Regions from separate parts of the Mus musculus genome. Here regions 2, 3 and 4 are each linked to region 1. The links are chromatin contacts, called in public Hi-C and promoter capture Hi-C maps. All regions are on one chromosome and are shown on one strand. The core of a region is the stretch at or near the end of the contact, and the rest is flanking DNA. Distances in the headings are between cores, read along the strand shown.

The links. Promoter capture Hi-C pulls out the DNA fragments that hold promoters and counts their contacts. Hi-C and Micro-C count contacts between places; a contact is called where the count stands out from the background.
Region 2: a Hi-C map of B cells shows a contact between it and region 1, with 6 read pairs. The contact joins the promoter of Chek2 here to the promoter of Atp5k in region 1. A contact is called at or near these places in 1 of 39 promoter capture datasets (pre-B cells) and 1 of 484 Hi-C or Micro-C datasets (B cells).
Region 3: a promoter capture Hi-C map of hippocampal neurons shows a contact between it and region 1, with 2.6 times the contacts expected there. The contact joins the promoter of Ddx51 here to the promoter of Atp5k in region 1. A contact is called at or near these places in 6 of 39 promoter capture datasets (the C10 cell line, erythroid cells, hippocampal neurons and 2 more).
Region 4: a contact with region 1 is called in a promoter capture Hi-C map of liver, with 2.3 times the contacts expected there. The contact joins the promoter of Fbrsl1 here to the promoter of Atp5k in region 1. A contact is called at or near these places in 7 of 39 promoter capture datasets (the 3T3-L1 cell line, the C10 cell line, hippocampal neurons and 3 more) and 1 of 115 datasets of contacts at active chromatin or transcription factors (thymic regulatory T cells).

What each region holds. Positions count from the first base shown.
Region 1 is chr5:108,430,974-108,438,973 of GRCm38.p6, forward strand. It overlaps Atp5k (ATP synthase, H+ transporting, mitochondrial F1F0 complex, subunit E), which reads right to left and starts at 3,426. Exons shown (of 4, transcript NM_007507.3): 1 at 3,353-3,426; 2 at 3,053-3,107; 3 at 2,758-2,856; 4 at 2,273-2,364. The coding sequence starts at 3,388. The coding sequence ends at 2,339. It overlaps Gm34319 (a long non-coding RNA gene), which reads left to right and starts at 3,428. Exons shown (of 3, transcript XR_003955776.1): 1 at 3,428-3,550; 2 at 6,972-7,062. Pde6b (phosphodiesterase 6B, cGMP, rod receptor, beta polypeptide) reads left to right here. Exons shown (of 22, transcript NM_008806.2): 22 at 530-770. The coding sequence ends at 591.
Region 2 is chr5:110,836,037-110,844,036 of GRCm38.p6, forward strand. It overlaps Chek2 (checkpoint kinase 2), which reads left to right and starts at 3,947. Exons shown (of 15, transcript NM_016681.4): 1 at 3,947-4,012; 2 at 5,170-5,507. The coding sequence starts at 5,177. It overlaps Hscb (HscB iron-sulfur cluster co-chaperone), which reads right to left and starts at 3,741. Exons shown (of 6, transcript NM_153571.2): 1 at 3,460-3,741; 2 at 271-367; 3 at 1-33. The coding sequence starts at 3,692. RefSeq lists an enhancer at 2,545-2,574.
Region 3 is chr5:110,650,206-110,658,205 of GRCm38.p6, forward strand. Ddx51 (DEAD box helicase 51) reads left to right here and starts at 3,246. Exons shown (of 15, transcript NM_027156.3): 1 at 3,246-3,583; 2 at 3,673-3,806; 3 at 4,263-4,413; 4 at 4,664-4,809; 5 at 4,887-4,958; 6 at 5,102-5,208; 7 at 5,360-5,468; 8 at 5,555-5,700; 9 at 5,835-6,027; 10 at 6,126-6,241; 11 at 6,320-6,436; 12 at 6,611-6,712; 13 at 6,883-6,946; 14 at 7,046-7,180; 1 more. The coding sequence starts at 3,283. The coding sequence ends at 7,402. It overlaps Noc4l (NOC4 like), which reads right to left and starts at 3,177. Exons shown (of 15, transcript NM_153570.2): 1 at 3,018-3,177; 2 at 2,806-2,926; 3 at 2,108-2,214; 4 at 1,474-1,581; 5 at 1,107-1,256; 6 at 907-1,006; 7 at 740-774; 8 at 329-379; 9 at 130-241. The coding sequence starts at 3,134.
Region 4 is chr5:110,443,992-110,451,991 of GRCm38.p6, forward strand. Fbrsl1 (fibrosin-like 1) reads right to left here and starts at 4,512. Exons shown (of 19, transcript NM_001142642.1): 1 at 3,889-4,512. The coding sequence starts at 4,176.

The sequences.
Region 1 (8,000 bases), core at 2,176-4,675:
AAGTAAGCTCACTCAAGTCCTATCAGCCTCTTGTTCCACTAAGAAGTTCCTTGCCAGGTGTGGTAGCATATGCCTGTAATCACATACCCCCTCCCCAAGCTATCCTCAGAGTCAAGAGAGAAAACCTGAACCAAACAACAAAAAGGCAAAGACACTGAGCTAAGCAAGAGTTTTAAGCAGGCACAGTGCTTACCCTATATCATGTGAATCTGTTGAACAAGCTGATGCCCCCAGGATCAGAAGCCCAGTGGCACTCTCTTATCTTTTCCAGGGTTTGTTTACCCTGGACCTGGGGTTCTCCAGGGCCACTGTAAGAGCACATTGAAGAGCACAGCTTCTGGGTCATAGGAGGTCAGGACTGAAAGTAATCAGGGCATAGTGACCGAAGAGGCTCAAGTGCTAAGCAAGGCTCAGCATAATCGGCTTGGGTTGGCTACAGACCTAGTTCAGCCCCCGCAGGGAGAACCTACAGGGTCAGAGGGCACTGGTTATAGAAGACGAAGGCTCACCCTCTTATCTTCCTTTGCAGTGGGCACAGAAGTTTGCAATGGTGGTCCAGCACCCAAGTCCTCGACCTGCTGTATCCTATAAGCCGTGTTTCATGGCTTTGGGTCCCTCCTGCCACTCACCCACTGCATACGGACTCTGCCTATAGCAATTTGGTATAAGCCATTAGGAACAGGAAAAAAAAAAAGATCGAATGTAACTTTGGATATTTTGAAATTTTAAAGGTGTTTTTACAAATTAAAAACAACTATGAATAAGTTAAATGGTTTGGCCCATAATATTTATCTGGTTTGATAAAAGATCCCACAGAGATCTTTATAAAGGATCTGTGGAATGTGTCTGGAATCAGAGCTCTACTATTGTACATACGTATTCAGTTCCATCTGCTTCAGTAAAAACATATGCCCAGAAAATCAGAACAACACAGAAAGTAACTCACCAGGACCACACATGCTGACAGCACTGGAGGGCACATCACATTTGGCCTGTTGAGAAACTCTGCTTGCTGGGCCAAGGCTGTGAGCAGAGCTGAGATCAAATGCAAGTGGCCTGAATGCTTGGGTGGGACCCTAATGAAGGAAGCAGCCAGCAGCTTTGTTTGCTGTTGATGCTGCAGCTGTACAGAGGAGCCTGGAAGGTAAAGCAGGGGCAGTCCAATGGGCCCTCACAAGACTAACCTCTGAGATGGGCACTATCTGCCAAAGAACAAGCTTAAGGGAATCTCAAAGAATCTGTCCTCCTGACAGGCCAGCACTAACTGGATGGGGCCATTCCTGGGAAGAGAAGACATCCGGAAGTTTGCCTTTAGCACTATGGGGCATAGGGGTGGCAAATTTAACCCTCAGAGCCCCAAATAGTGGGATACCATGAGCAGCTCCTCAGCCTCTAAAACCAAATAAACAGCTCTGAAGTATGTATATGCTGGCTCTCATTACATTTGTAGATCTACTCACTTTAAAACAAAAACAGGCTACAGACCTAGAAAACTTATCCAAAGCCCAGAACAGAGAGGTAGCAGTAACACTTCTAGTTTGCTTTTGGTTGTTGTGATAACCGTAACCAAGAGCAACCTGGAGGGTTTGCTCTATTTGGTTTACAAAGTCTCCGTCAGTCGAGCAGAAGCAAGAGCCAGGAATCACGGAAGAACACTGCTTTCTTATAGGACCATCTGCCCACTGGGCTGGGCACTTCCACAAATTAACCATCAATTAAGAAAATGCTCCACAGACATGTCCACAAGCCAATCTGATAGACAAGTCCTCAACAGAGGCTCCCTCTTCCCGGGTGTCTAGTTTGTGTCAAGTTGACAAGAACTAACTAGCACCCCAGCTGGACACAAGGGCCTAGTCGTCCAGGCCTCCTTGAATAGTTCAGCTTTAGGTCACTTTCTAAGAACTAGAGAAGAATTATCAGTTGGGGGCACAAGACCCACGTTATTGTGAAGGCATCAACACCCATCCTCCTGTACTGGGCCCGAGCTGCTGACATAAGCAGAAGAGTGCAGATCAGAGCAGAGCAAGCTGCTTCCAGGAGGCTAGGCCACTCCAGGGATTACCCCGGCATCCCTGGAGCCCTAATTTGGCCTTACCACTGCACCTTCACATGCCCCAGCACTTCTCGCTTTGTCTGTGTGTCTGGTAATGATCATTAATTCCTTTGAAACTCCACCCACTGCACCCCACCCCCGACCCTCCCTACCCAAGGAAAAGCCAGGATGCAACCACAGAGCCGGTACCTAGAAGCAAACAGTAAAGAGAGAGGAAGCCACAGCATCACACAATGAAGCTTTATTCGTTCTCAACGACTAGAGAAAAGCAAGCTCGCTGACGCCTCACTTGAGAATGCTGTCATCTTGAGCTGAAAAGTGAGAAGAGACCATGTCAAACATTATACAGACTTGGGCCACCTTACGGGGACTTGGGCTTTAAACAATCAAGAATCTAATTCCAAGAGAACCCTAACTTCATTACTAAAACCATCCTTTGCATCCCCAACTGCCTTCTCCATCTGACTGGAATCCACAGGAAGTCAACACAGAGGGGTCAGAGAGCCTGCTCAGCAGTAACCTCTCGAAAGGCAATTTGCAGATGCTACCCAAGAGAAGGGGCAGTATGCCTCTCACACTCCACTGGGCTCCACGGAGGACAGCACTGGACAAAACAGTCATGGGATGAGAGGCAGCCCCTGGTCCACTAAGCAGCAGCTACTTCCAGAAAACTCGGGGGTGTTGGGAGAGGCTAAAAGCCATACCTTCCGCCAGTTCTCTCTCAATCCGTTTCAACTCATCTAGTCTCTTCTTTTCCTCCGCTGCTATTCTCCTCTCCTCCTCTGCCCGGGGTTTTAGGTAACCTGGGGGGGAGTGGAAGCAATTAACTTCTCTGAAAATGCTGCTTCGTGAAAAAGCCGACTCCAAAATCTCCAGATAGCTGTTCCCACCTGCCCCCCTCTAGGGCCTGGCATCATCTCCCTCCCAAGGAACTGCAGGCTCGAGCAGTGTCACACAGCCTTTCACCCGGAATCCCGTTCTCCCGGTCCCCAAACTCACTGTAGCGCTTGGCGCCGTATGCCATGCCGATGATCAGAGCGGAGTACCGGCCGAACTGCAGAAGAAAACATTATAGTAGAAGGCACACCGAGGGAACAAGGGGATCGCAGGGGTCGGACATCGAGGAGTACTGGGAGAGGGAGTACGGGGCGGGTGTGTGTGCAAGGGTTGCAGGGCCGGGATTGCTCGAGACCACAGCCAGCAGTCCCAAGGGTGGGCAATGCTAAGTCACGGGAGGGGAGGGGAAAGGGGGCATAGAGGAGCTTTGAGCACCGCGCAACAACGGGGATGAGGATTCACCTTGATGAGTGGAGAGACCTGAACCGGGGGCACCATTTTGTCCGTGACCTTCGCGCCGGAAGCTCAACTGAGGCGGAAGACAGAGAATGAAAGCCGCCTCCTGAAGCCAGAAAGGCGCATGCGCCGCAGTGAAAGCGCTGCCCCCTAGCGACTGGAGGATAGCCGAGCGTTCCCACGGGGCTGGTTACTACTCTCCAGGTAGGAAGTCTAGGCTGTTAGTGTAAGCTGGCTTCAAAAGGGTGGTGACACAGAGCCTCGTTACTTCAGCACCGGCGTGTAATGACTGACCAGCCCTGGAATCTGTCGCCCACCTGTTGTGGACTGGAGCACGCAAACAATCCCTTTATCTCTTGGAACAGACGAGCACACCTGGCCGACTCCAGCGGCCCATTGGGTGCGGTGGGTTTGGGCATGAGATTACAGAACTTGTATTGGCCCTTCCTGAGAGGTCAGCAACCTTCCAGGGCTTTCCTGCAATTTCCGGCATTGGACACATATGTCCTCCGACCAGTGTTTTCTCGCCCAGAGCTCCTAATTTCCATTGGGCTTTACAGGTAATGTTCATCCAAATGAGGCTAACCCCTGCATCTCCCTGCCCACACTCTCAGGACTACAGATCCTGAGTCCTATTGACCTCCTTTTCAGGCCTCATAGAGACTGACCATGGAGCACCCAGATTGCCAAACTTACCTTTCTGCAGTCCATGTCCCCAGAGTGGGTACCTCTCTAGCAGCCATGTCGGTCTAGACCAACCCTTTGTGATCCCTTTGGCAAACACTTATCTCCAAAAGTATTTACATTATGACCCATAACAGTAGCAAGATTACAGTTATAAAGTAGCAATGAAAATAATGTTATGTATGGGGAGGGTCACATAAGGAGCTGTATTAAAGGGTCACAGCATTAGGAAAGTTGAGCATCATTGGCCTGGGATGGGGCAAGATGGAGACAAGGTGATTATCAGCTGTGTCTATTGGCAAGCATCTTTGTGTACATCTGTCATAGTATAGATTGTAGCCACCCACTGAATGGCTGGCTTTACCCCAATGCCCCATAGTGACTTGAAATCTTCCTAAGGCTGTTGATTGAACCAGCCTCCTCAGTTTTGCATTGCACCAGGGCTTGGAAAGGTACACAGTCTGTAGGGATGGGGTATCTTTTCCTGACTCTTTATAGTCCATACTTATAAAGAGAACATAATTATGAATATAAAGTGGATAAAATGCAGCAATGAAAACTGCAGGACTCATAATAGGTACCCAGCTCTCCGGGGCCATCAGAAGAGGAACCATTGCCCTAGGCTCTGGAACTTTGCCTACATTTGATCTGGAGTCAAAGCCCTAGTTCTTCTCTGTTAGAATCCTAGAAATGTTCCTAAACTGAGACGAGAATTACCCAGGCCATGTGCCACAGGTGCTCCACATACTCTTACCTTGCCTTTGAGACGTTCCTCACTCCCATCCCTACCTGAGCCACAGTGAGATTCCTGCCCTCCTGCCAACTCACTGCTCCCCAAGGAAGCTGCAAAGGCATGCTAACCTACAAGGCACCAAGTAAACTTCCTCACCCCTCATGGTCATCTACACATTGAGCCCCCTCCCTTCCCTGATCTTGAGCAACTGGTTAGATAACTTATGTGATCAAACAGGTTTCCCTCATTAAATCTTAAAATAAACCTGACTCCTTAGCAGCTCAAGCTTCCAGAACTGCAAGTGTCTTTGGGGGTCCAAGGGGAGTGTGGATTGAGGGGTGGGTACCAAGGGGAGTGTGGATTGAGGGGTGGGTACCAAGGGGAGTATGGATTGAGGGGTGGGTACACAGAAGCTACATGGCGTAGAGGCAGAAGAGGCTTACAATACACACATTGGCACAAGCATACACACGGATGGCTTGACATCTGCTGTTGCTTGGGGTCATTTGTCAGGCAGTGGAAGTGGTTAAGGTTCCACATAGCTCAGGACACCAGTAGGAGGATTCTGCACCTGTTGGGGACAGCTGTGTGCAGAATCTAAATATTCCCAGTGTGCTGCTATCTTTAGTGCTGTGCCCAGGCTCAGCCAAGATCCTCCCTTGGGTCTTGCCCTCTCAAATTCAGAGCTTACCACCCCTGTAGCTGGGCTGAGCCCAACTGAGGCCCTTTACTCTCAACTATCATTCCCACACCTGGACAAACACCCACCTCTGGTAATGTGGAAGATGTCACAGTTTAGAAATGTACCAGGGTAGGAGTTACCCAGCTATCAGATGCACAATCCATTCCCACTTGTCCCATCTGTGGCTGCTGAGGTCCTACTTCCTGCTCCTCTTATTTATGCTCTAAACTATGGGACTGTGGGGGCTCTCATCTGCTCACTTCATTGTATTCTCTGAACATTTTCATCCCACACAGCCTGCAGGCTCACTCCCATATCTCCTGCCCTTATTCTCACCCCAGAAATCCCGTGTCTGGCATCAGTGACAGAATGCAAGTCATATTGCTTCCCTGAACTCTGCCTATCAGATGAGTAATGGGAAACCTGAGGGCCGTGTCAAGACTGACCCCCTTGCAGGCAGTCTAACCTTCTCTAAGGCTCTTCTGCCTCAGAAATGTTCTTGCCCATGACCCAGCTACAGAAGGGCCAGAAGTGGCATCAGAATGCCACTAGGTCTGCCAGTTAATAAGGAAGTAAAAAGTGCCATGAACACTTTATACACACAGAACAAATCATAAATTCTTTACCAGGCTATGGTGGCACAATCCTAGCACTAGAGAGGAAGAGGCAGGCAAATCTCTTGAGTTTGAGGCCAGCTTGGTCTACAAAGTGAGTTCCAGGTGAGCCAGGGGATACACAGAAAAGCCCTGTCTCAAAAACAAAACAAAACCTGACAAAGCATACATTCTTGGGCCAGGACCATTTATCTGCTGGTTTTGAAAAGATAGCACTCTATCCTCAGCACCTCTGGTTTCTACTGCCCTAGCAGAGCCCAGTTGCCTAGGATGAATGAGATGCCCAGCCTTGGCCAGTAATGTGGCACATGCCCTGGAGATGTAGCATCCTTGGCAGAGTAAAACTTTCTGGTGCCTGGGCTGAGAGAAGGGTTACCACTGGCCTACCTGAGCTCACTCTGCAGTTGTCCAGTCCCCTGGGATGGCAGTCTTCAGCCTGTTCTTGTAGGAAGGGGCAGCCAAAGTCTGTCTTATGGGACCAGGAATCTTAAGACTGGCAGGAACTGGATCCTGGGCAGGCAAGACTCAGGCATGGTGAGCAGGTAACAGTGGAGGTACTGGTCAGGGGCATCCAAGTGTGTGTATGTATGCACTTACACAAGGATGCCTTTGCGTGTTTGTTCATGGGAACATAAAGAATGGTTGTGGGTGTAGAGATACCTGGCCTACAGCTGCCATGGTGACATACTAGGAAGAATAAGGGAGGGCTAGGACCTTCAGAAACTGGATGCCAGGAATGAGCCCATCCTTGGAGTTCATTTACCCTGAAGCCCTCTAGGATTAAACATAGTGGACTGCTTGGACCCTCCAGTGCTACAGTTCCATCATCCTGTGAGTTAAGTCTCCCAAAACATGGGATGTCCCTGAGTGTTCCCCCCAACTGCCTCAAAGTATTCCTGTCTCTCAAGACAGCAGGAAGACCAATGGAGAACAGCATATTCAGAGGACACTTTCCAATCTCTTCTCTAATTCTGAGCAGACCCAGATCTAGGAGTTCTAGGAGGTGAGTCTGCCTTTGCTCTCTGGCAAGCCCCCCCCCCCAGCTGGTACCTGTCCCTTTGATGGAGCAGAGCCAGGTATGTGTGTGTGTGGGGGGGGGTATGGGTAGGAGCTAAGGCAAAGCTAGGCCACCCGTGGCACAGTAAACCCGGCGCTGACTCTTAGCCCTTCACACTCCTGGATAAGGACAGAGACAGTGTCATTGACAAAGAGAACCTGTAGGACACTTTATCACTTCCCTGAGTAGGTGTGACTTCTTCCTCAGGTAGAGCAAGGGCATTGCATCAAAATGCTGATATACCCTCTTATTTGGGAGGTGCTATGACCAATTCTGGGTTTGTTTAGTTTTCCCTTAGCTTTTCCAAAGGACTCTAGTCTCATGGTCTTAGGGTACCTATTCAAGGCACTGGTTTGTTTAGAGCTGGCAGAGGATGTCCAAGATGGTTAGAAAAATCTGGGATGGGTTTTGATGCAGGAACTGGGGAGGCAACCCAGTGGATGACACAGCCAGCCCTGTTCCCCTCTCTGACACCTCCATCCTACCCCTAGACTCACCTTGTGGGCTTAGAAGAGGCTATGAATGGGTAGGCCAATTCATTATCTCAGAAACAGATGCCAGCTCTTCTCCACCCTCTCTGGGCCTGAGACTTCTCTCTCAAAGTTGCCTACCATGAGACACTCCTGAGGTGGGGCCAGAGGGTGGTGCAAGGACTTTTGGTCCTACCTTAGAAGCTGGGAAAGACAGTTACTTTTCATCTGGGATAGTGGTTCCCTAGTGCCTACCTTCTCTATATTTGAGAACAGAAAACAGTTCTCAAATTTCTCCTCTTCTCCACAGCAGATGATGTCCTTAGATTTGAAGTGACCTGAACAAGTGCAGCCTATATTCCCCACACTCGGGCCAAGGGCTCTGTCTCATGCCTCTCCTCTGTCTGCATGTGC
Region 2 (8,000 bases), core at 2,697-5,196, 2.4 Mb after region 1:
GGTGGAGTGCTTGTCAGAGAAGTGTTTTTCAGTCTGTTCACAGAAGTAAAAACAGTTTTATCATTACAAGAGCTGGTCAAGCTGGCGTGTGTTCCGTTATCTGGGAAGCCAGATAAAAGCTGGGAGGAAATGACAGCTCTGGGGCCTGGCTGTCTAGGGGCAGGCTGCCACAGGGTGGAGCTAGCAGCCCAACTCTTTCCCAGAGCAACAGAGCTACCCACCCAGTTGTGCCCATACATGGGGACTATTGGGGGGAGGGTCAGTAAATACCTGAGACTTTTGGCTGAAGAAATCTGGGTGGACAAGCCGCTGCAGTTGCTGGTACCTGTGCTGAAGTTTCGTAACGTCCACCCTGAAGGAGCGGTTGCTGGAAGAAAACCAGATATCATTCATAGTTCCAGCCATTTACTACAGTCTGGTTCTGCTCTCGGGGAGGATGCAATAAACGCGTAAACAAAGGTTATTTTTAAGACCTGGTAGCTGCAATGAAGGGAAACAGAACAGGTTCGGAAGAGGTGGTATAGGTATGACATCAGAGAGGAGACCCAAAGGAGCGAAGATCAGAAAGGGACATGAGCGGAGAGACGACACTGACCTGGCTGGAAGGTCGATAGCTTGACGCATTAAGGGAGGTTAGTGTAATGCATGGTAAACTCTTGGTGACTGAGGGTCTCTATAGGTTGGGCAAGAACTTTAGTGTCAAGCCACTCCCTACTGCCAGGCCTCTTTTTATTTTTTATAAAAAAAGATGGATTAATTTATTTAATCTATGTGAGTACACTCTTGATCTCTTCAGACATACCAGAAGAAGGCATCAGATCCCATCACGGGTGGTTGTGAGCCACCATGCGGTTGCTGGGAGTTGAACTCAGGACCTCTGGAAGAGCAGCCAGTGCTCTTAACCACTGAGCCATCTCTCCAGCCCCTTTTTACTTTTTTATTTTCTAAAAGATTTATTTATTTATTATATGTTAGTACACTGTAGCTGTCTTCAGACACCCCAGAAGAGGGTGTCAGATGTCATTAAGGATGGTTTGTGAGCCATCATGTGGTTGCTGGGATTTGAACTCAGGACCTTCGGAAGAGCAGTCAGTGCTCTTAACCGCTGAGCCATCTCTCCTGCCCCACTTTTTTATTTTCTTATTGGTTATTTTCTTTATTTACATTTCAAATGTTTTACTTTTTGAGACAGAGTTTCTTGTTCTGTTTTTTGTTTTTTTTTGTTTGTTTGTTTTTGAGACAGGGTTTCTCTGTATAGTCCTGGCTGTCCTGGAACTCACTTTGTAGACCAGGCTGGCCTTGAACTCAGAAATCCATCTGCCTCTGCCTCCCAAGGCGTGGGCCACCAACATCACCCTCAAGACAACACTTTAGCCTTCTTTATAGGTGGGCTAACAGGTATGTCATTGGGTCTAGAGCCTTGGCATTACAAAATTTGGGTGTGGGAGAGGGAGAGGGGGAGGGGGAGGGGGAGGGGAAGGGGGAGGGGGGAGAGAGAGAGAGAGAGAGAGAGAGAGAGAGAGAGAAATAGAGCTAGAAATACCTTATAGACTCCAAACTTGCTATATAGCCAAGTTTAGCAACTTAAAAAAGAAATCCTGGGTGTTACTCAATTGCCCAGGGCTGAAAATTTTGCTCCTCCTCCTTTAGCTTCCTGAGTAGTTGGAATTACAGATAGAGACTACTATACAGAGCCTTTGATAACTAGAAGCAGGTATTCTTTATTTATTTTTGTTTTTTTAGAGAAAGGGTTTCTCTGTGTAGCCCTGGCTGTCCTGGAACTCACTCTGTAGACCAGGCTGGCCTTGAATTCAGAAATCCGCCTGCCCCTGCCTCCCATGTGCTGGGATTAAAGGTGTGCGTCACCACTGCTCAGCTTTTTTTTTTTTTTTTTTTTTTATTCTTTTAAAGCATAGTCCTGGGATTTGAACCCAAACCTTGGCTAATACAAGGATGTGTTTTATCACCACTATGAAGTAAGGATTCAGCACTCCTTTCTTTCCAGGGAGTGATTCCAACTGAGTCTGTGCAGTCTGCTACTGTGCAGCCCTGACTGTAGGATGCAAACTGGACTCTGTATCTTTTTGCTTTTGTCTGGAGGTTGGGATCATAGTTGAGTACAGCCACAGCGGGCCCTCCCATTTTAATCTTTAGTTCAACTCTGCGCACACTTCGGTACCTCTCCAATCTCTGAGACAGGGGAGGAAAAAGGCAGAGTGGAGGGGCTGGAGAGATGGCTCAGTGGTTAAGAGCACAGACTGCTCTTCCAGAGGTCCTGAGTTCAATTCCCAGCAACCACATGGTGACTCACAGCTATCCGTAATGAGATCTGATGCCCTCTTCGGGTGTGTCTGAAGACAGCTACAGTGTACTTACATACAATCAATAAGTCTTAAAAAAAGAGAAAAGGCAGGGGGGGGGGGACAAAGTACAGAGAACACTTCTTGGTGTCTCTCCCTCAAATTCTCAGCCTGAATTAAATTTTTGTTTTCTTGAGACAGGGTCTCACTGCTTAGCCTATGTTGGGTTCCCACTTTTGACCCTTTTCCTTCAGCCTACTGAACACTGGGATTTTAGACATAGGCTACTACACTAGGTTTGTTTTGTTCTTAATTGCTTTCGGTTTTTGAGACCTAGTCTCATGTAGCCCAGAGTCTCATCAAACGTACAGGCTCAGCTGTACCCTCTGAGTGCTGGACTCACAGGCATAACACCAACACACCTGGCTTGTTTTGTATTTATTTTCTCCGTTAAATAAATAATTTATTTGCGATGAGATGTTCCCTATTTGTGTGGTTGGCCTCCAAGTGGGGTATCATCTCCTACGGTTGTCTAGCATGCTTTTAATCCTGGCATTGGTGAGGCAGAGGGGGTTGGTGGAATTCCAGGCAGGCCAGGCGAGACTTCAAGGTGAGGCTAAATTAAAAAACAAACAAACAAACAAACAAAAACCTCTCCCAGTTCCTGTAAGTTTGGCCAATGGATTTTCCAGAAGTCTCAGCCCTCAAACCTCCCTATACCGTAAACTTGTCCGTTTCTGTTTGTTGATGTTTAAAAACAAGGTCCTTGTAGCTACTGCTAGTCTTGAATTCCTGAACCTGTGTTTTCCACTTTACAAGTGCTTAGATCACAGACAGGCATCTGCAACTTCACTCCTGTTTGACCCCCGCCTCCACCCTTATCTTCTCTCCAGTCTGTAACTTTATTTCCTCTCCGTCTCAGGAAAACTCCTAAAATCTCACTAGGTACTACTTATACCTATGGCCTACACTTATCCATCTTTGTAGTTGTTTTGAATCAGTCTCGGCAAATTGCCTAAGATGGCTTTGAACTGTGGTCCTCAGCCTCAGACCCCCCCAAGCTGGCTGGAAATTACAGCCCCGCAGACGCGGCCCCAAGCCTAGATCGCTCGGGTTACGAAGCCCGAGCTGCTTTCCCGTCACGACGCGCCGCCCGTACCAGTTCATGAGGCTGAAGTAGTCACGAGTGGGGTCAGGAGGCTGCAGAGCGCGGCAGTGTGAGCAGAAGAACTCATCCCCACACCCGACTTCCCTTGCGTGACCGCAGTTCCAGCACTGCGGTGCAATGCTCTTCCCCGCGGCGGCATTGCTGCCCAAAAGTCTCCTTCCCAGGAACCCTGCCAGCCGCACCTCCCACACACCCAGCAGGGCACGGGCTCCGCATCCCCACATTGGGACGGCCGCTCGCTGACCTAGGTAGCAAGACCCGAGGGAAAGGAGGAAAGACCGTCTCGCTGCTGATTGGTTAAGGGAGTCGAGGAGGCGGGATTAGCCGCGGGAAACCAAGACGTCGAGTCCCGTTCTGCATGTTAAACTACAACTCCCAGCAAGCCTTGAGACTAATCGCGGCAGTCATCTTCGGGCTTTCTTACTGGTCCTGCCGGGGAGGAAGGCTTTTTGATTGGTTGAGGGTGGAGTTTGTATCCGTAGGTTTAGCGCCACTCCACTGGCGGAGGCTGTGCAGTGTTTGCGGCTCCTGGTGGTCTCACGCGGTGAGTCATAAGTGGGAAACTTTAAGTGTTTGAGGAGTCGAATACCGTTCTCATGCTTCTTGTGCAAATGGGCCCTCTGCAGCTTCCGCTTTGTCTGCTTTCTTGTGCGAGCGAGGGGGCGCTGTGCATAGTCAATTCTTCCTTTTTATCTGCCCTTGGGGCGCGCGGGGGGGAAGCGGGGGGGAAGTTCACTTTCCTTGTTCCTTGTGAGCTGAAACAGGTCTGGGCACATAGGAAGGCACAACGCCGGGCTGTTCGTTGCCAGAGCGAAGTAGTTTTCATAACGAACATTATAAATGTTCATGCCAGCCCCTAGATGGCTTTCCCCAAATACCTACTGAGAACCCGATCTTCGCTGCTAGGCTCTGCAGGAACTGAAGAGGGTACGTCTGCATACTCAGCATACGTGAGGGGTAGGATGGCAAGGAATGGATAGGAGACAACCAAGCCATTCTCAGCTTCTGTACATGAAGGAAGATGGTGTAATGCTTTGTAAGTGGCCTCTGGAATTCTATTCATAATCCTGGGATTTTGCTATGGTCACTTTTTTTTCTCCCCACTCATGAATGGGCCTGTCTTTCATTTTGAGGTGGTCATAATGTGCCCGTTCCTTTAAATTTCTTTATGTATTTTTTTTAATCACGTGTCTAAGTCTGTGCAGTGCGCACGGGGGCCAATAGAGGGCATTGTATCACCAAGAGCTGGAATTACAGGTGTTTGTGATCTTTTGGATGTGGGTGCTGGGAACTGTACTCTTGACTCCTTAACTGTCTTCATTTTGTATGTTTGACAATACTGGGAGTGGGATCCAGTACTTTGCTTCTGTTGGAGAAGTGATGAACCATCTACCATTGAGTTATAGCAGCCACATGACTAATTTTGGGTAGAGATTTACTTTACTTTTAATTATGTTATCTGTGTGGGAAAGTGCAAGTGTGAGCTCTGGTGATTGCAGAGGCCAAGATCCACTACAGAGCCACTGACTTTGGAGTTATAGGAAACCTCGAGCTGCCAGATTTGGTGCTGAGAACGTAGGGAAACTTGGGTTCTGCAAGAATAGTATGTGCACTTTCCTGCCGAGTCCTCTCCTGCTCCCTCCCCTTCTCCACTCTCGAATCCAGAGCCTTGTTCCTTATTGTTGGACTCTTGTTTTCGAGGTCGGATATGAAGAGTCATCATCAGTCCCACAGCAGCACCTCCTCGAAGGCTCATGACAGTGCTTCCTGTTCACAGTCCCAGGGTGGCTTCAGCCAGCCCCAAGGCACTCCTTCTCAGTTGCACGAGCTCTCACAGTATCAGGGTTCGTCCAGCTCCTCTACCGGCACAGTGCCGTCCTCCAGCCAGTCCTCGCACTCCAGTTCTGGGACTCTGAGCTCGCTGGAGACAGTGTCTACCCAGGAACTCTGTTCTATTCCTGAGGACCAAGAACCTGAAGAACCTGGTCCTGCCCCTTGGGCTCGGCTATGGGCTCTTCAGGATGGATTCTCCAATCTAGGTAAGGCACTTTGTTATATGATATAGTGTGTGTTCAGAGAAACAGTTAAAGAAGGTGGTTAGGAAAAAAAAAAAGAAGGTGGTTAGGTTGTTGCAGCAGAAGTCTCAGGGCCCCTGTGGTAGAGTTTATCTCCTCCTGGTGGCCCTGTTCATACTGAAGATCAGATTTAGGCCTTACACATAGTAGAGAGCTCTTACATTGAACTACATCCAAGGTCCTATCCCTGGCTACCTTATTTTTATTTTTAAATAGAATCTTGCTAAATTTCATAGGCTAGCCTCAAATTTTTCTTTTTTCTTCAGAAAAAAGATTCTATTGTAGCCTGAGTTAGCCTTGAACTCACTATGTAGCTCAGCCTGGCTGTGAACTTTTGATCTTCCTGCCTCTACTTCCTAAGTGCTGGGTTTATAGGCACACATTTTTATCAGGCTCTACTAGTTTGTTTGTGAGACAAGGAATTCTGCAGCCCAGGTGGGCTTGGAACTCACAGTGTAGTTCCTTGGGGCCTTGAACTTGCATTGATCTTGTCTCAGTTGGGATTACACATATCGACCATATGTGGTTCAAATTTATTCATTTGAATGTGGAGACCTAGCTCATTCTGAGACAGTTTTGAAAGATACTTGTATTAGTCAGGGTTCTCTAGAGGAACAGAACTGATAGAATGAGTATGTATGTATGTATATATAGGGACTAATTAGAGTGGCTTACATGCTATGGTCCAGCTAATTCAACAATGGCTACCCAGGGGAGGTGTAAGAATCCAGTAAGAATCCAGGCAGGATGTCTTAGTTGGTCTTTAGTATACATTACTATCTTGTAGAAGTATGCTCTAGGGGGTTGGAGAGATGGCTCAGTGGTTAAGAGCACTGACTGCTCTTCCAAAGGTCCTGAGTTCAAATCCCAGCAACCATGGTGGCTTGCAACCATCTGTAATGAGATCTGACACCCTCTTTTGGGGTATCTGAAGACAACTACCATGTATTTACATATAATAAATTAAAAAAAAAGTATGCTCACTAGTGCTCAGTGAAGGAATGAACTTGCCAGTAAGAGCGAGATCAAACTGGCAAAGCTTCCTTTTTTCATGCCCATTATATAGGCTGCCAGCAGAAGGTGTGGTCCAGCTTAAAGGTGGATCTTCCCACCTCAAGAGATCTGGATTAGCCCAGATGTGGTAGTAAAAGGAAGCAGAGGCAAAGTGAGCTCTGAGTTTGAGGGTAGCCTGGGAGTTCCAGGATTGCTAGGGCTACACAGAGGGACTCTGTCTCAGAAAAACAAAACAAAACAAAACAAAAAAACCCCCAAACTAGGGGACAGGATCTATTAAATTGGTTACATGATATGGCCTGAATCATCCATTCGTAGTTCTCTTCATGATGGAGAGAGTTAAGACTTAGGAGCTACTCAGTCCACAAGACTAGATGTCTCAGCCAGGAGTGCCAGTTTGGCACTGACAGCCTGGAGGATTCCTAGAGAGCGAGCTGATCTTCACTTTGTATTGGAAAGAAGCAGCGAAGGGCAGTAGCAGAAATCATGGCATAGAAGCACTTGCCAGCAAGAAGCGAAGGCAAGCAAGCAACACTTTTTCCCTTGGACCTCCCTGTCTTGGCTTGTAGGAGGTGACACACACTCTGTTGTAAAGTCTCTTCCCTTCAGTTCATACTTCACAGGTCCACCCAGAGGGCTGTCTCTTAGTTGTTTTCAGATTCAGTCTGGTTGACAGTCAAGGTTAACCATCAGTTATTTTTCCATGTCCCCAGGCTGGCTCACCATGTTCTCATCTCATCTCCTGAATGCAAAGGTTATAGATGAGGTAGTGTACCCTGTTGTATATAGTTTCTACTACCCTGCTTTAAGCGCCGGGTGGACCTTGCTACCAGTCACCATCCTGGATCCACAGATGAAAGTCAGACAGATCCCCTGACCCCCCACATGTACACACAAACACACACCAGCTTATTTTTAATATGCTTTTTAGCTCAATGGCTTCTTTTTTTTAATTAGATATTTTCTTTATTTACATTTCAAATGTTATCCCCTTTCCTAGTTTCCCTTCCAAAAACCCCCATCCTCTCCCCCCTTCGACTGTTCCCCAGCCCTCCCACACCCACTTCCTGGCCTAGGCATTCTCCTATACTGGGGCATAGAACCTTCACAAGACTAAGGGCCTCTCTTCCCATCGATGACCAGCTAGGCCATCCTCAGCTACATATGTAGCTAGAGCCTTGAGTCTCTCTGTGTGTTTTCTTTTTTTTTTTTTTTTTTTTTTTTTTGGTTTTTAGAAATCCGCCTGCCTCTGCCTCCCAAGTGCTGGGATTCAAGGTGTGCGCCACCACGCCTAGCCCGTGTATTTTCTTTGATTGGTGGTTTAGTCCCAGGGAGCTCTGGAGGTACTGGTTAGTTTATATTGTTGTCCCTCCTAGAGGGCTGCAAACCCCTTCAGCTCCTTGGGTCCTTTCTCTAGCTCCTTCATTGGGGACCCTTTGCTCC
Region 3 (8,000 bases), core at 1,996-4,495, 2.2 Mb after region 1:
TTGCAGATGGTCAGCCTAGAGTGTGACTATCTAAGGCCACATGCAAGAAGGGCATGGAGCTTAGTCTGTCACATGGACAAGTCTGCCACAGTCTGGAGCTGTAAACAGCCTAGGTGAAGTCCCACTTACCCACATCACAGGCACTTGTGAGGAAGTCAATCATGAGTGTGGGTTGGGCCAGGTGGGGCAGGATGGAGTCATGCATGGCCACCAGCACCTTCTTGTAGAGGCTGAGGGGCAGCTGCAGAGATTGTGTTAGTCAGGGAAGCGCTTCCCTTGTCCCCACTCCCCACACCCAAACCCAGCATTCCCACCCACCAGACTCTACCTTGTGCTTGAGGAAGCCAAGCCACATCTCCTGGAAAGCTTTCTTGTGCTCCTGTAACGGGACCAGGTGGTACATGTATCCTGACACACCCAGCCCCTCCTGGCCCTTTCGGACCTTTTACCCTGGCAGCCCTAGGGCAATCTGCAATGCCATGTCTCAGCCAGCACAAGGAGAGATGAGGTACACAGAGGTTAGGGACTGGGTCTGAAGCTGGTCATAGCGACACACATAAGGGGCATCGCTTGAGAGAGTAGAGTACATACGTTGCCTGTAATCTACCCAGAGAGAAGCCTATGCTAAGAAAGGTCCAAAGGGGCACCTCTTGAGACAGTGGAGTACATGCATTGTCTGTATCTACCCAGAGAGGAGAAGACTATGTCAAGGAAATCCTCAAGTCTAAAAGCATCTCACCTTCAAGTGAACGACCTTCCACTTGTCTGATGTCTCTGTAATTACAGCAAAGATAGGTCATCAACTTATAAGACAGCGGCTAGCCAGACTGATAGACTGGGACTCTGTTCAGCAGCCTATCTACGAGGGGGCAGGCTCCTGTGGGCCTTAACGTGCCCAGAACTCACGTGCATGCTTCACATAGAAGTTGGTGAGTTCACACTCTTGGAGGGGTAGGCTCACAGCAGACAGCAATGTGAAGGCATTGTTCCAGAGGGTGAGGGACACCTGTAGGAAGCCTCGCCTAAGCAGCTGGCCAGGCTGCTGCCACCTGCCTGCCTCCCTGAGGAGCTAGGACACAGGGTGGTGATGAGACCCAGTTGTTTACCTCAGGTTGCTGGCTGGTGGCCCGGGCCATGATGCTAGTGGCCACCTGCATTGTGTGGTACCGGATGTCATCATATTCCAAGTACTCACAGAAATGGGAGATAAGCAGGCTGTGGTCGTCCTCTGGTGTGAGCAGGCCTCCTACCACTGCCTGGGGACAGAGATAGGGTGAATGACCTTGTCTCACAGAGTGGTCCTAGCATGGTCAAGGAGAATGGCGCAAGCCCCATACCACCAAGTTGTCTGCCATTTCCTCTTCAACTGACAAGACAGGAATAATCCCCCCAGCTATCTGTTCAGTCTGCTGGCTCATGGGATGGCCTTAGGCGGTGGCCACCACGGTCCTCCAGGTCCCACCAAGGCCTCACCCTGAAGAGTGTGCGGGGGAAGAGGTAGTGGCTTTCCCACTGAGGCTTCTCCAGTGGTTTTGCTCCTTCCAGCTGCACAAACTTCATGAGTGTCTTGAGGGCCAGTTCCTGGGATGCAGAGAAGAGTGAGCGTGAGGCCTCCACCCTTCAGGAGGCCCCCAAAGCTCCTCTAGCCTCAGGGAGGAGCTCTCACAACCAAGCTTAGGACCGGGCCAAAAACCAGGAGAGAAAGGAGGCCAGACCCCAGCTTATCTCGCTCCATGTTACATGTGTGTGCCGATGGTGACCTGGGATAGAACTCTTAACAGAACTTGGCTTGAGGCATGTACACAGGGTGGGCCTGCAGGGGAGGCCACCTAACTATTCCCTTGTCCCCCCCAGTTTTGGAGGTGCCTCAACAAATGTGACAATGTACAAAGCAGATCTGCTGCCTGGAACTAGGGTTACAGACTCCATGTCTTTAGGTCCGGATGATTCACAGCACACAGTGGAAAAGAACAGCAATAAAGATGTCTAGGTAGAAGTCTCTCAGACAAGTGAAGGAAGAGATGCTCGCATCAAAGGCCTCTACCCCTGTGCTGTGAAGTACTTTAGAGATGAGAGGAAAAGCTGGGCTAAGGGCTTCAAGACTCACCTTGACCTGGAAGGTGGGATGGGCCAGGAGTTCCTCTAGGCGGTTACAGCAGCTGTGGTATCGATGTCTTATCCACACCTTGTATTTGTATGTGGCTCCCTGGGACCCTGGGGACAGAGTTAGGAGAGCTAACTCACACTCATATTTATGTGTGCCAAGCCTGACCAAGGTCCCAAACTCAGCCCCAATCTTCCGGCTGTTTCTCATCTTCACAGCTGTAAACTATTTAAGATGCCAGACCGGGGCTTGGGAAAGACGATTTCTGAGCCCTGCAAACTGGGAAGGGGGTATTGAAATGTAGTTCCTCTCGCTTTGCCTCAGAACCTGGGTCTCCCCACTAGGACAGAGACAGTATCAAACTCGGAAATGGCGCAAATAAAACATGGGTGTGTGTGTGTGTGTGTGTGTGTGTGTGTGTGTGTGTGTGTGTGTGTGTGTGTGAGAGAGAGAGAGAGAGAGAGAGAGAGAGTGTGTGTGTGTGTGTGAGTGAGTGAAAACGGCTACGTATACGGATTCACGCAGTCCTGGCAAGTATACGGATCTCAACTCGCTTCCTGAGCTACAATGAGTGACTGCGTCGTCCTCCCAGATCGCATGGTCTATGACAAGGCCCTGGCTCGGGGGTGCATCCTAAGTTGACAAGGCGTCCCACCGGAACTGCCTAGCGGAGAGTACCCCACGCCCTCCAGGTCACCCACCTGCCAGGGCCGTGTCTTCGCTCGGCAGCGAGCCCACGAACAGCTCTTCCCGCTCCAGCAAGGTACCGAAGAGTCGGCTGCACGTGCGCACTCCTTCCTCGATTTCCTCGGGCTCCTCGGACTGAACACGGGGAGGCCCCGACAAGGTGACGCTCGGCCCCGTCGCGACTCCCACTGACCTGGCCGCCCCCAGGTCCGCCCCTGCGGCTCACCTGAAGCACAGCCAAGATGTCGAACACCGCGTTCGCTTGGCCACGACTCGTCAGCACTGCCTCCAGGAGGCGGCCGAGCTCTTGCCTGGAGCTCGCCGAAGCTGGGTGCCGCTCCATGCCGCCGCCGCCGATGCTGCTCCCGGTTCCTGGAAACCGAAGTGTGCGCCGAGCGGAGTCGCGCCCGTGACGTCACCCGAGCCTCTAGGTCGCGGGGCGGCGTACGTCATCAAAGAGCGCCGGAGAGGAACCGCGGCGTGGGGCAGCTATGGCGCTGTTCCACATAGCGCGGTACGCGGGCCCAGAGGCCGCGGGGCAGGGGGATACGGACGCAGAGGCGGGCAGCCGGGCTCGAGTGCTGCTCGAGCGGCTGCAGAACAGAGCCCGTGAGCGACAGCAGCGGGAGCCGGAGCTCGAGACCACAGGAACGGCCGGGGAAGGGGAAGCGGCAGCAGCAGGCAAGCGGCGACGGCGGCCCCGACGGCGGCGTCGGGTGAGCGGCTCGGCGACTCCGAACTCGGAGGCTCCTAGGGCGAAGCGGCGGAAAGCGGACAAGGACGTGGACGCAGGTGGGCCGTGAGTGCGCAGTGTGGACGGGGCATGGAGGCTCTCTGTGCTGCTGGGTTGACATCCCCCTACGTTGTGCTGTGTCGCTCAGGGAGAGGTGAGGAGGCTCCGGAGGAGCTCAGTGCCGGCGCAGAGGACCCGGGTGCGAACCCTCAGGAGGATGTCCAGAGACCCCCGGCTCCAGGCCGGGTGCTGGGGGACTTTGCAAGAAGAAAGACGCCGAAGGTGAGTGAGCCTGTGCGCGGTTCTTTTTGTCCTCCCGGGACTCTTCAGTTCTTAGCCGGGGGGTGGGGGGGATTTCGTTTTGTTACGTGACCTTAACTACTGAAAGTGGGAGGTATGCATGGGACACTCTTGAAACTGAAATCCAGACGGATAAGAACTTTTGGGATAAGCCCCGTGGCGTGCCTTGCTGTCCCTGTTGAAAGCAACATTTCTTGGTGCATGAAGACAGTTTGCTGGGTTGGTAGGCTTATAGGCAAAGTATCCAGATTGTGTTTAGTGCACTAGGATAGGGTGTCTGCTGGTCCGGGTGTCTTGTCCAAAGGTTGCCAGAGTGGGAGGTGGTGAAGGGTTGAAGAAAGACTGGTTAGGGTCTCTTAATGTTGTAGTTCCTGGTTTCTAATGACTCCACAAGCCTGGAGCCTTCTGGGGGACGTTTGCGCTGCTTCTTGCTTTCAGGTTCAGCCTTTCCTGCCAGCATGGTTGGCTAAGCCAAGCTGTGTCAAAAAGAGTGTCACCGAAGATCTCACTCCCATTGAGGACATCCCTGAGGTTCACCCTGACCTGCAGAAGCAGTTGAGAGCTAATGGCATCACTTCCTACTTTCCAGGTGCCTAAGCCTTGGACAAATGATGGGGTGAACTCCCCGAGGCAGCTTTCCCTGGGCTGTTAGAGCTGTAGTGTCAGGGTTGTGGTTTAGGGGTCCCCACTACACATCAGATCAGCGAGCTTCCATATTCTTGGGTTCAGGTCCTTGACAATTTTCCAGCCCTGGTGGCATCTTTGTCCGGGAGAATTCCTGGGTGAAATGGTATAACACGGCCTATACTTGACACACTCCTTTCCTTCTCTCCTTCCAGTCCAGGCAGCTGTGATTCCCGCCCTCCTCGAAAGTGCTGACCATGGGTTTCTCATAGGCAGAGGTGGCTACCAACCTAGTGACCTCTGCGTCTCTGCCCCAACGGGCAGTGGGAAAACACTGGCCTTTGTCATCCCCGTGGTACAGGTGAGTATGAGGGCAGATTCCCCGCTGTAGCACAACAGGGAGGGTCCCAGTGGCACAGATGGTCTCTGTCTCTGCAGGCCCTGTTGCATCGAGTGGTCTGCCACATCCGTGCACTGGTTGTACTTCCCACTAAGGAGCTGGCCCAACAGGTATTACAGCTCTGCGTCCAGAAGTCTGTATCCCCATCTCTAGTCGCCCTGCATATACATGCTACTTACCTCTTGACCTCCTGAGTCACACTCAAGGGTCTTTGCTTAGTCTGCCTTAGGCCAGTGACGGACTCCTTTTGCAGGTGAGCAAAGTATTCAACATCTACACAGACACCACGCCTCTGAGGGTTGCCTTGGTGACTGGACAGAAGTCGCTGGCTAAGGAGCAGGAGAGTCTTGTCCAGAAGACGTAGGTGTGCCAGGCGGTGGCCTCTTGAAGAGGTCATTCCTCAGCCCAGCTGGTGTCCTTTGGTTGGGGTGGTGTCCGTGCTTTACATGCGAGCTTGGCGTTAGATGGCCCCGGGAGGCGCTTCCTTCCTCTGAGTCTCTGTGGTTTGCAGAGCAGATGGTTTCCGTTGCCTGGCCGACATTGTGGTGGCCACACCTGGCCGCTTGGTGGACCACATTGACCAGACTCCAGGATTCAGCCTCCAGCAGCTCCGCTTCCTGGTAGGCCACCGTCTGGACATTGAGCCTCTAGCTGGGGTGATCTCGACAGGGAGTCTTCATCCAGCCCTGGCTCTTGTCTGCTATAGATCATTGATGAGGCTGACCGGATGATAGACAGCATGCACCAGTCCTGGCTGCCACGAGTGGTGGCGGCAGCCTTCTACAGTGAGGGCCCCACGGGTTCCTGTGCCCTGCTCCAGAGGACACAGCCCCAGGCTCTGACTGCTGCCAGGTACCCTGCCTTGCATGAGGGCCGGCTCCTCCAGGTGCTGCTCTCTTTCTCAGCTCCCTGGCTGGCCCTGTCTATAACAGGGATCGGGGTGGCACAAGGAAATCTGTCACCCTTACATGCCCTTCCTTTTCCAGCACCTGTGTCCCCCAGATGCCTCTGCAGAAGCTACTGTTCTCAGCCACACTGACCCAGGACCCCGAGAAGCTGCAGCGCCTTGGCCTCTACCAGCCACGGCTTTTCTCCACAAGGCTGGGACAACAAAGTCCTAAAGACACAGCTGAGGTGGATGAAAACTCGGGGAAGTACACCTTCCCCGTGGGGCTCACGGTGAGCAAGGAGGACCTGTGGAGCAGGCTAGGGTGTGGGGGCAGGCTGGTGCCTAGGTCCAGGGCTCCTGGCTAGCGCCTGCTGTCCATCTCCCACAGCATCACTATGTGCCGTGTAGACTCAGCTCGAAGCCACTCATTGTCTTACACCTGGTCCTCAGGATGAGCTGCTCAAGGGCTCTTTGCTTCACCAACTCCCGAGAAAACTCCCACAGGTAAGGTGAACTAAGGTGGGTGGAGCCAATGTACACTAGACTCTCGTAACACCTGGCTTCTATTTCTTCTCTGCCCAGGCTGTACCTATTAGCACAAGCTTTTGGGGGTGTGAGTGTGGCTGAATTCTCCTCCCGCTATGGGCCTGGCCAAAGGAAGAAAATCTTGAAGCAGTTTGAACAAGGAAAGATCCAGCTGTGAGTACCAGGGAAACAAGATAGGACCTACTCTATAGAGTTGGGTTGTCGTTGGGACCCCCTAGTTTCCGAGCAGCTGATTTCCAAGAGGGACTTGGAACTAACCCTGGCGGAGTAGGCACAGGGGTGGATGTTTGTTCCTGGCCCTCAGCCCTACTGCCTGTGTTTCATCAGCCTTATCAGCACAGATGCTACTGCTCGAGGCATTGATGTGCAGGGTGTGGAGCTGGTGATCAACTACGATGCCCCACAATATCTGAGGACCTATGTGCACAGGTAAGGGGTACTTGGCAGTGGCCATTGATAGGCCACATTACGGATTCTTGGTCATCCTATGTAGGATCACCCTGCATGATGGTCATGTACAGTATGGCCAAGAGAGGCACTGTCCTGTCAGGTCTCTGGGCCAGGAGCCACTGTCCAAAAACACTCGTGCTCGGTTTCAGGGTCGGGAGAACAGCTCGAGCCGGGAAAACTGGACAGGCATTCACACTTCTCTTGAAAGTGCAGGTAAGATTGTTTAGTTCTTAGCAGACGTCATGGGCAGAGCCAAGCTGCTACAGATGCCGGCCTGATCAGACTCCTTCCCATGAAACGCCTCCCTTCCAGGAAAGGAAGTTCCTTCAGATGGTGTCAGAAGCTGGGGTGCCTGAGCTGACACACCATGAGATCCCCAGGAAGCTCCTGCAGCCGCTGGTTGCTCGTTATGAGACAGCCTTGTCTCAGTTGGAGAAAACTGTCAAGGTGAGGCCTTCTGCAAGTGGAGGCTCTGCCCTCGAAATGCCATCACACACAGGAGAGGGAGGCAAGCAGGAAGCAGCCTCATGCCATGGGAGGTGCCTCCTTTAGCATGATGTCTGTTGTCTCTCAGGTGTAGGGCTAGGGGGCTGTAGCTAGCAGTAGGGATGAAATGGTGCAAAGCTCGTTTTCCCTCCACAGGAGGAGCAGAAACTGAAGGCAGCCTAGATGAGAACAGGGCCCTGGAGGGAAGATCGTGCGAACAGAAGATAAGTTCCTTGGGGTTCCAGTGGAAACAACCCTTCTCCCCAGTGCCGTGGGCATCTGGTCGTCTTGGTTGATGCAGCCTAGATGGTGGCCTCGTCCTGAAAAGTAATGGCTCTCGGGTTGGACTGCTGGTGTCCAGTTGGTCTTGGGAAATAAGCTCAGGTGAAGCTGAAGGATGCCTTCTGGAGTGTGAGCAAACACTATGGTGACTGGACTGTGGTGATCAAAGTGCTTATACGTTAGCGTCTCCTGTCTACAGAGAAGCTATGGCGAGCCTGCCCCAGGCAAGTCACTGGAGCCCAAGAACAGGTTGGCAGCAGCCTTGAAGATACTTCCTTGGCTACTAGTCTTCAAGATTGTACTTTATAATTAGCCTCCCACCCATTTAAGTTCTTAAATGATGTGAGAGTCCTTCCCTGAATATATATAGTCAAGGAGAATTAGCGCTTACCTGTGCTTTTAAGAAGGCCTGTTTTTAAAAAGTCAGTGTATCAAAAAAGATAAACATTTTCATTTGTATTCAGAAAAAAATAAATGGATCACTTGAACCTATACAAAT
Region 4 (8,000 bases), core at 3,262-5,761, 2.0 Mb after region 1:
AATCACAACACTTAGAAAAAGTAACTGATGAGCACCACAGCACACAGCATTTGGGGGAATTTTTCTTTTCATCTTTGTCCCACAGTGCACAGGGGTAAGAAGCAATTATCTTCCCTCCCTAAGTAGACAGTATAGTTCTACCAACCTCCATTGTGAGGTACATCCCTCAACTCCATGTAGGTAATATTGGCCATCCAGCTGTGTCTCCTCTGGGAATTCTCCTCCCACTGTAGATGGCATCGCATCCATATACCCGACTGCACCTCCATTGTGAGAAACCTTCCACTTGCTCGGCTCTGTGCCTTCCCTGTCTAGGCAGCACAGCTCTCTATGCCACTATAAGGAATCCTCTAAGTGCCAGTGCCATAGTTGTTACTTGCTATGACTCCACTGTGAGTAAGTGGCACCTCCCTTCAAGTGTAGGGGTACATCTGTCCCTGGCTACTTCCCTAGACAGAGGCTCTAAAAAATAGCAGACACCATGGAATGTGGCACTGGGGCTGAAGCAATAGGACACCCAATTTTCTTTTGTCCTGTTTTGATTTTTTGTTTTCCAAGACAGGGTTTCTCTGTGTAGCCCTGGCTGTTCTGGAACCAGCTATGTAGACCAGGCTGGCCTTGAACACACATACACACACAGAGATCCGCCTGTCTCTGCCTCCAGAGTGCTGGGAGTACACCATTCACCACCACACCACCACCACCCAGCAACACCACAGGGAGCCTGACCTTCTGTTCACACTCAATCAACTTGCATAAACAAATCAACAAAATCACATGACATGAAAGCACAGGTGGTTTCCCCTGGAAGACCGTACCCCCCAAAAAAAAAATGTGCTCTTAAGCAGGGCAGTGGTGGTGAACTTGGGAGTCAGAGGCAGGTGGATTTCTGCCTTCAAGGCCAGCCTGGTCTACAGAGTGAGTTCCAGGACAGTCAGGGCTACACAGAGAAACCCTGTCTCAAAAAAAAAACAAAACAAAACAGCCGGGCGGTGGTGGTGGTGGCCCACGCCTTTAATCCCAGCACTTGGGAGGCAGAGGCAGGCAGATTTCTGAGTTCAAGGCCAGCCTGGTCTACAAAGTGAGTTCCAGGACAGCTAGCAGGGCTATACAGAGAAACCCTGTCTCAAAAGACCAACAAACAAAGAAAAAAAAAAAAGTGCTTGATGCTGGCCACCTTAAAGCTACATGGGCCTGAGCCCTGCTCCCCATATCTTAGCCTTAAGGGATAGAAAGTGCTTGTCTGCCTGGGGCTGAATGCAGGGCTCTGAGCCTGCCTCCTAGAAAGAAATACAGGTACCAGCACAACTTGTTCAGTGACCTAAGGCACATGTACTGAGTGGAGAGGATGCTTCTGTCCCTAAACCAGTTCCTCACCCTTTCACTGCTGGGTGACAGGAGCAGTCTCCTCTCACCTTTTTACACCAAGAGAATTGTCACAAGGACAAAAAATCTACATTTCCTAAATGCTGGAGGGAGGAACCATGGTTCTATGGATCTAAATCTGTGGTTAAGTGCCACACTGCACCCTCTCTGCAACAATCACCACCATGACATTTGGGAAAATAGCTATCCCCACAGACACAAAAGAGCCAAAGGTTGCATCCCCTACAAGGACAAAGGGAAATGAACAGAGATATCTGAGGCTGCCCTGGCACAGGGAGCTGCACAGACATTCTCAAATAAGATAATGGGACACTCTTCCATACAACTCAGAAGTCATTCACATATACTGAACTGCCTTTGGGGGGATTATGCAGACTTTGCTGACACTCAAATAGTGTCATGGCATGTGGGGATCCTAAAGTCACTGCTGAGAAGAGCTCTCCCTCTGGGCTGGAGTCCTGCTGACCCTGAGAATGTGGCAGACCATCTCCCCCGACAAGTGAGGCTGCACACACAGCAAAGGAATCAGAAGCAGGACAGTCCAGACTGTAAACTCCAGTCTGCTTGTATCTATCTCTCATCTACAGGTGGGAGTGTTCAAACCTGCTCGTAAGGTCATCTGAAAGGATAAATAAATTCACATCTGTAAAGAGACTGGCAGAGTGAACTCGTCATCACTGATACGATGAGATTATAAACTACTTGATCTCAGGGAGAAAATCCACTACAGTTTACCAGTAAATGATACCCAGCAAAACTCTTCTAGACATGATCTAGATCTGTCCAGAAACCAAGTACTTTCCAAGGCCAAACTCAGGTGAGGCTGCTCATGAAGATACCAAATTTTTATATAGGTGTAAGGAGGGGCAGGGTAATCTCTCAGAACCTGGATAAGCTGGTGAGACTGTACAAGTCAACCCTCTAGATGTGGCCTAGAAGAGGTGGGGAAAGGCCAGAGAATACAACTGGATACAACACAAGCTGACCATTTAGATACAAATGGGCTGGTCTAACAACAGTGTGATGTGACCTTAAGGCAGTAGCTCTGGACTTCCTGAAAGGCCTTTCCTCTCTTCACAAGTATTCACTCCTTAATATGTTGAGTCTTGATTGTTTCCTTCTGGGTACTGGGAACCCGCAGGCTCAATCCTCGCATTGACAAGTGTGAGGGGCAGAAGCCCAGGAATACCAGTCAAGTCTCCACAGTGTGGAAGAAGGTGAGACCAAAAACTGTGTCACAGGACCAAGCAGTACACAGGTACACAGAACACCTAAGGTGAGGCTGTAAAGCCTGAGACCCAAAAGAGGCCAAAAAAAGAAATGTGGAGAAGGCTAAACAGATGTGGAGGCTCTTTTGAGTTCTTTTTGGGCCTAGCAGACACAGGTGTGGCAAGGTAGGAAATGAGATTGCAGATCTGGAACTTCTGGTACCATGGCTGCAAAGTAGGGGCTTTAGCATACTGTCTGGCTGTGTCATTATCATCACTAAGGCAGAAACCCCGAAGCCTTCGTGTCTTCTTAGCACATCAGCACCAGACACAATACAACACACCCCACAAAATCATCTTAGTTTAGGATCTTTGGCTTGGGCCTATAACTCATCTCATATTCCCCAGAAGACACAAGGGCTGAACACAAAGTGGGACTCGGCCCTGCATGCGAATCAAACAAACCCATCTCAGGGCTACTCATAGTGGCCATCACCAACTGACCCTCAGCTCTACAGACCCGGCAGACCCCAGGGTTAGAATATGAACTTGGGGAAAACTCCATTTAGATATCCAATGACCAATTCCCCTTTCTCAAGCTTGGCCTGAAACTGGGAAATCGCAGGTATCAGTCAGGGCAAGAGTGAATAGGGTCGCAGTAATCCCTGCGACCACAGCCCAGCAGATGAGATGTGGTCCCCAAAGTTTTCACCCAGACAGAGATCTCTGCATTGCTAGGGGTTTGAAGGTTCTGCTAGTGCCCTGAAGGCCTGACCAGCATTTTCAACCACTTGAGTTCCAGAGACACAGTGACTACTCACTCACTCACTGACCATTTCTCTCACTTCCTTCTCTTCTACTAACCTGAGTTCAGGTCGGAAGGACACTTTGCTCAGCAAATACTGTGCACGACAACTCAGTCAAACACGTAGTATTCTTAGCAAATCTATTACCTATACCCATGCAATGATCACCAAGAAGGGTTTGCCAGTTGACTCCCGGTTCCCTCCAAAGAACCCTTAAGAGATCATAGGACAGGAAGAATCCCAAGTGTCCATTTTATCGTCGCTGCCTCCCCGAGGCCCAACAATGTCCAAATCCCCAGCTGGTCCCGGACGCAGCGATAACTTGGCAACAAGTAACGATCGCTGCAAAGCCCGCTTAGGTGGCGTGGTTTAAGTCCTCCCACACACCCCTCACTCCAGGTCCTCTTCCTGGCAAGGTTGCAGCGCGGGGCCAGGAGGCATACGTATGCGTTTCCTTGGTCCCGGGTCTGGCCTTCCAGCCCACCTACCTCCAGGGCCTCCAGGGTGCTGAAGCTGGCTATAGCGAAGCCGTCAATAACCTCCTCCTCCTGCGAGCTGGACTCGCGGCGACGGCGCCGCGGGGGGCGCGCAGCGCGCAGAGGCGTAGGGCGCTGAGGCGGCGCGCCGTGGAGTCCCGCGTTCTCCTTGCCAGGACTGGGCTCTGGCTCCTCACCCGACGACGGGCTCTGGGCGCGGGCGTCCCGGGCGGCTTCCCGACGCCGGCCGCGATCTCGCTGCGCGCGCGAACGCCGGCTTGGCCGGACCTTGGCCTCCATGGCGGCGCCGCGGCGGTGACCTTGGCGCCCCGCACCGCCTGCTACGCCGTGCCGCCGGGCTGCGAGGGCGCCGCGCGGGCTCGGGGCCGGGGCGGGCTCGGGACCGGGGCGGGCATGCCGGGCGCGGGCTCTCAGCACCGGACGCCGCGCGGGCTAGGACCCCGGGTCCCGCGCATCGGAGTGCGGCGGTCTCTCGGCGACCCTAGACCAGGTCCCCAGGGACACGGCCCATGGCGACCGGCGGGCAGCGGCAGAAGGCGGCGGGTGGCGGAGCTTCTGAGCACCGGGACCGTGAGGCAGACACAGTAGTGGCAGCGACCAGAGCGGATAACAACTGACGCACTTCCGCCGGGCCGGAGTGCCAGAGGAAGCGGGCGCAGCTGGGGGAGGCTGACCCGTCGACTCCGCCCCACCCTGGCCCCGCCCTGACCCCGCCCTTCCGGACTAAATGGCTCTGCGCTGAGCGGGCCCTCGCCCTTTCACGTTAAGCCCCGCCCCCGAAAGGGGGGAAGCTTTCCCTTTGCTCCGCCCCTGCAACAGGCCACACCCGTTTGCGCACAGCTCTTTAGAATTCCGACCCCCCGACCCTGTCAGATCACGCCCCATTCTTCCCGGCTCCACCTCTCTTGTCTACGCTTTCTCAGTTCCTTAAGCCCCGCCCTTGCCTTCCGGTCCTGCTCACCTGTGCAGGTCGCTGAGCCTAGTCATGGTCAGATCCCTCCTACTTCATGCCTCGCCTTGTTGACCACGCCTACTAGGCAATTAGTGCTCGCCTACAAGTACTGCCCAGCCACCTACAGCGAGTTTGTGGCGATCAGCGCCTCCCCTTCCGCCCTTCCCGTAGGAGGTGATGGGTCTATGCACCTACAGTAGCTTGGGGCAAACTGAGTGGAAGCACGTGAGAGAGAGTAGGTAGGTTGGTGCTGGGGGCTCACTGTGCTGAAGTCCTAGAGGCAGCGCGTACGTCATCGTCCACCTGCAAGCCCTCAAGCCCAGTTTCACTCTGGTCCCCATGCAAAATTAGGTAGCGCCCTGAAAACCAAACCCTCCAGTCTCAAGTAGTCTTTCCTTAGAGACCTGCCTACACTAGTCCAAGGACTTGGGGACCGCCGATAGGAAGTACAAAACTAGACAAAACCGTGAGTTTCCTCAGCAACTTCCCCAGTTGGGATGCCCTGGAGCTGGGCACGAAGTCTCAGCAATTCCTCCAGTGAGAACATTTGACATGAAGAGAAGGGAGGTGTCACAGCTTGGGCATTGGGCACTGAGTGAAAAGTGACATTGAGCCATGCCTACATCTGGGCAGCAGAGGCCCTGAAAGGAAGCAGACACGACTGAAGAATGCCCCTGGACAGGACCTCAAGTGCACATTTTCTGGCTCCTGAGATGGCCACAGGCTCTCTGCCAAGACGTCCCTTGGGGCATCTGGGAACGTGGCCTATCATCCACAAGTGTGCTCTTTCACTTAACAACACGGGGACCAACACACCTGCCAGCCTACCTGCCAGCCTTCCCTCTTCTTCCCATTCCAGATTTTATTACAAAACTACTCAGAGCTAGCATCTAACTAGCTAAAGAACCCTGTTGGAAAGACGCAGAACCAAGGCAGCTCCTCATTCCTGCTAACTGTTCTCTTTTAGACACCTCCTCCTGAGACCACCCCACTCCCAGCTTGTGGGGAGTTTCACTCTAGGTCAACCCTTTTCCACTCCAAGAACAACGACTGAGACCCGATTTTTGAAGTTTTCAACAGAAATAAAAGGTATCCTTGCTTACCAGTTATCTTAGTCAGGGTTTCTATTCCTGAACAAACATCATGACCAAGAAGCAAGTTGGGGAGGAAAGGGTTTATTCAGCTTACACTTAAATCACCAAAGGAAGTCAGGACTGGAACTCAAGCGGGTCAGAAAGCAGGAGCTGATGCAGAAGCCATGGAGGGATGTTCTTTACTGGCTTGCTCAGGCTTGCTCAGCCTGCTCTCTTATAGAACTCAAGACTACCAGTCCAGGGATGGTCCCACCCACAAGGGGCCTTTCCCTCTTGATCACTAATTGAGAAAGTGCCTTACAGTTGGATCTCATGGAGGCATTTCCCCAACTGAAGCTCCTTTCTCTGTGATAACCCCAGCTGTGTCAAGTTGACACAAAACTAGCCAGTATACCAGCTCTCCCTTGTTCTCAAATGCATTGCCTCAGTGAAAGGCAGGGGCTCCAGAGACCAGGTTAGGTCCAGGACCTTTCTTTCTGGGTTTCTTCCCAATTTCCTTACCTCTCCTGGGATTAAAAACTCTGTTAATTCATTTCCAACTTAGAGACTAGTCATGGCCTCCCTGGAGGAATGGGACTCTAGCTCAGTTGTTCCCTAGAGGAGGCTATGGAAAGACATCTGTACTGATTCTCTCCCACAGGACACAGGGAGGGAGGGAGGGAGGCCTAAGAGGGGCTGGAACACGCTTCATTTGCCTAAGCTGTAAACTGGGCTCATTTGCTTCCATGTAGAGGGCCATTTTTGATGACCCAAGTGTTCACTCAGGTTGGCAAGGACTTGCTAAAGTTTCTGATGCAATTTATACTTGTTTCTTTTTTTTTTTTTTTTTTGGTTTTCCAAGACAGGGTGTCTCTGTATAGCTCTGGCTGTCCTGGAACACACTCCGTAGACCAGGCTGGCCTTGAACTCAGAAATCTGCCTGCCTCTGCCTCCCAAGTGCTGGGATTAAAGGCATGCGCCACCATTGCCTGATTTATACTAGTTTCTTAGTGGAAATGATAATCCTATCTACCTGTAGGTGGAAACCCCACCAACATAGGGACTCTCCAAAACAAACAAACAAAAAACAAAAACAAAAACCAAACAGCTGCTTCCCACACACTGGTCTACATCCCAGGCCTTTGCCTGGTTCCCTGCAGCTCTGATCCTCACCTGTTCCTCCTTTGGTTGAGGTTATCAGGGCCCCCCTCCCCTCCATTATAAGGGAATACAGGTCACTTCTGTGAGCTCTTAGTTTTATAAAGATATGTACAGAAATGCTCGGGAGAAGCCGGGCATGGTGGCACACGGCTTTAATCCCAGCACTCGGGAGGCAAAGGCAGGCGGATTTCTGAGTTCGAGGCCAGCCTGGTCTACAAAGTGAGTTCCAGGACAGCCAGGGCTACACAGAGAAACCCTGTTTCAAAAAACCAAAAAAAAAAAAAGAAAGAAAGAAATGCTCAGGAGAAAGCTTGAGGACATTTTATTAGAGTGTGAGAAGGATGGGCTAGCTAGACATCCCGACAGCAGCTGGGAGAAGGAACCTGGGTAAGAGGAAAGTCAAGAAAGTCAAGCTTTCAATTGAGTAAGAAGGCAGGCTCAGCAGTGGGGGTGGACAAGCAGCTGCACTTCAGTTGGAGTCAGAATAACAGAGTGTCGGGGTAAGTAGGCTTAGAATTCTGACCCACTAAAGAAGGGGGGGGGGGGTAAAGAAAACAGTCTTTTTGAGGTAAGAATACAGAAAAGAGAACAAGCTTAGCAGCAATGATCTGTAAACAATTGGATCCCGGGAGAGACTTCTGGTGTCTATAAACTGATGTCTCCAGTTCAGGTCTTGTCAGGTTCATTTGAATTAACTCTCTACTACTGTCTCGTTGAACATGGGTTAGAGGAGTTATGTGGTTGCTATCTTCAGCAATGAAGCCTTGCTGTCAGTTTGTAGAGAGCAACCTATTGGCTTGGCAAGGAGCTGGGTTGTTTGGGAATTCCCCCCACCCCCATTTTGTTTGTTTGTTTTGCTTTTGACTTTGGTTTTTTTCGAGACAGACAGGGTTTCTCTGTATAGCCCTGGCTGTCCT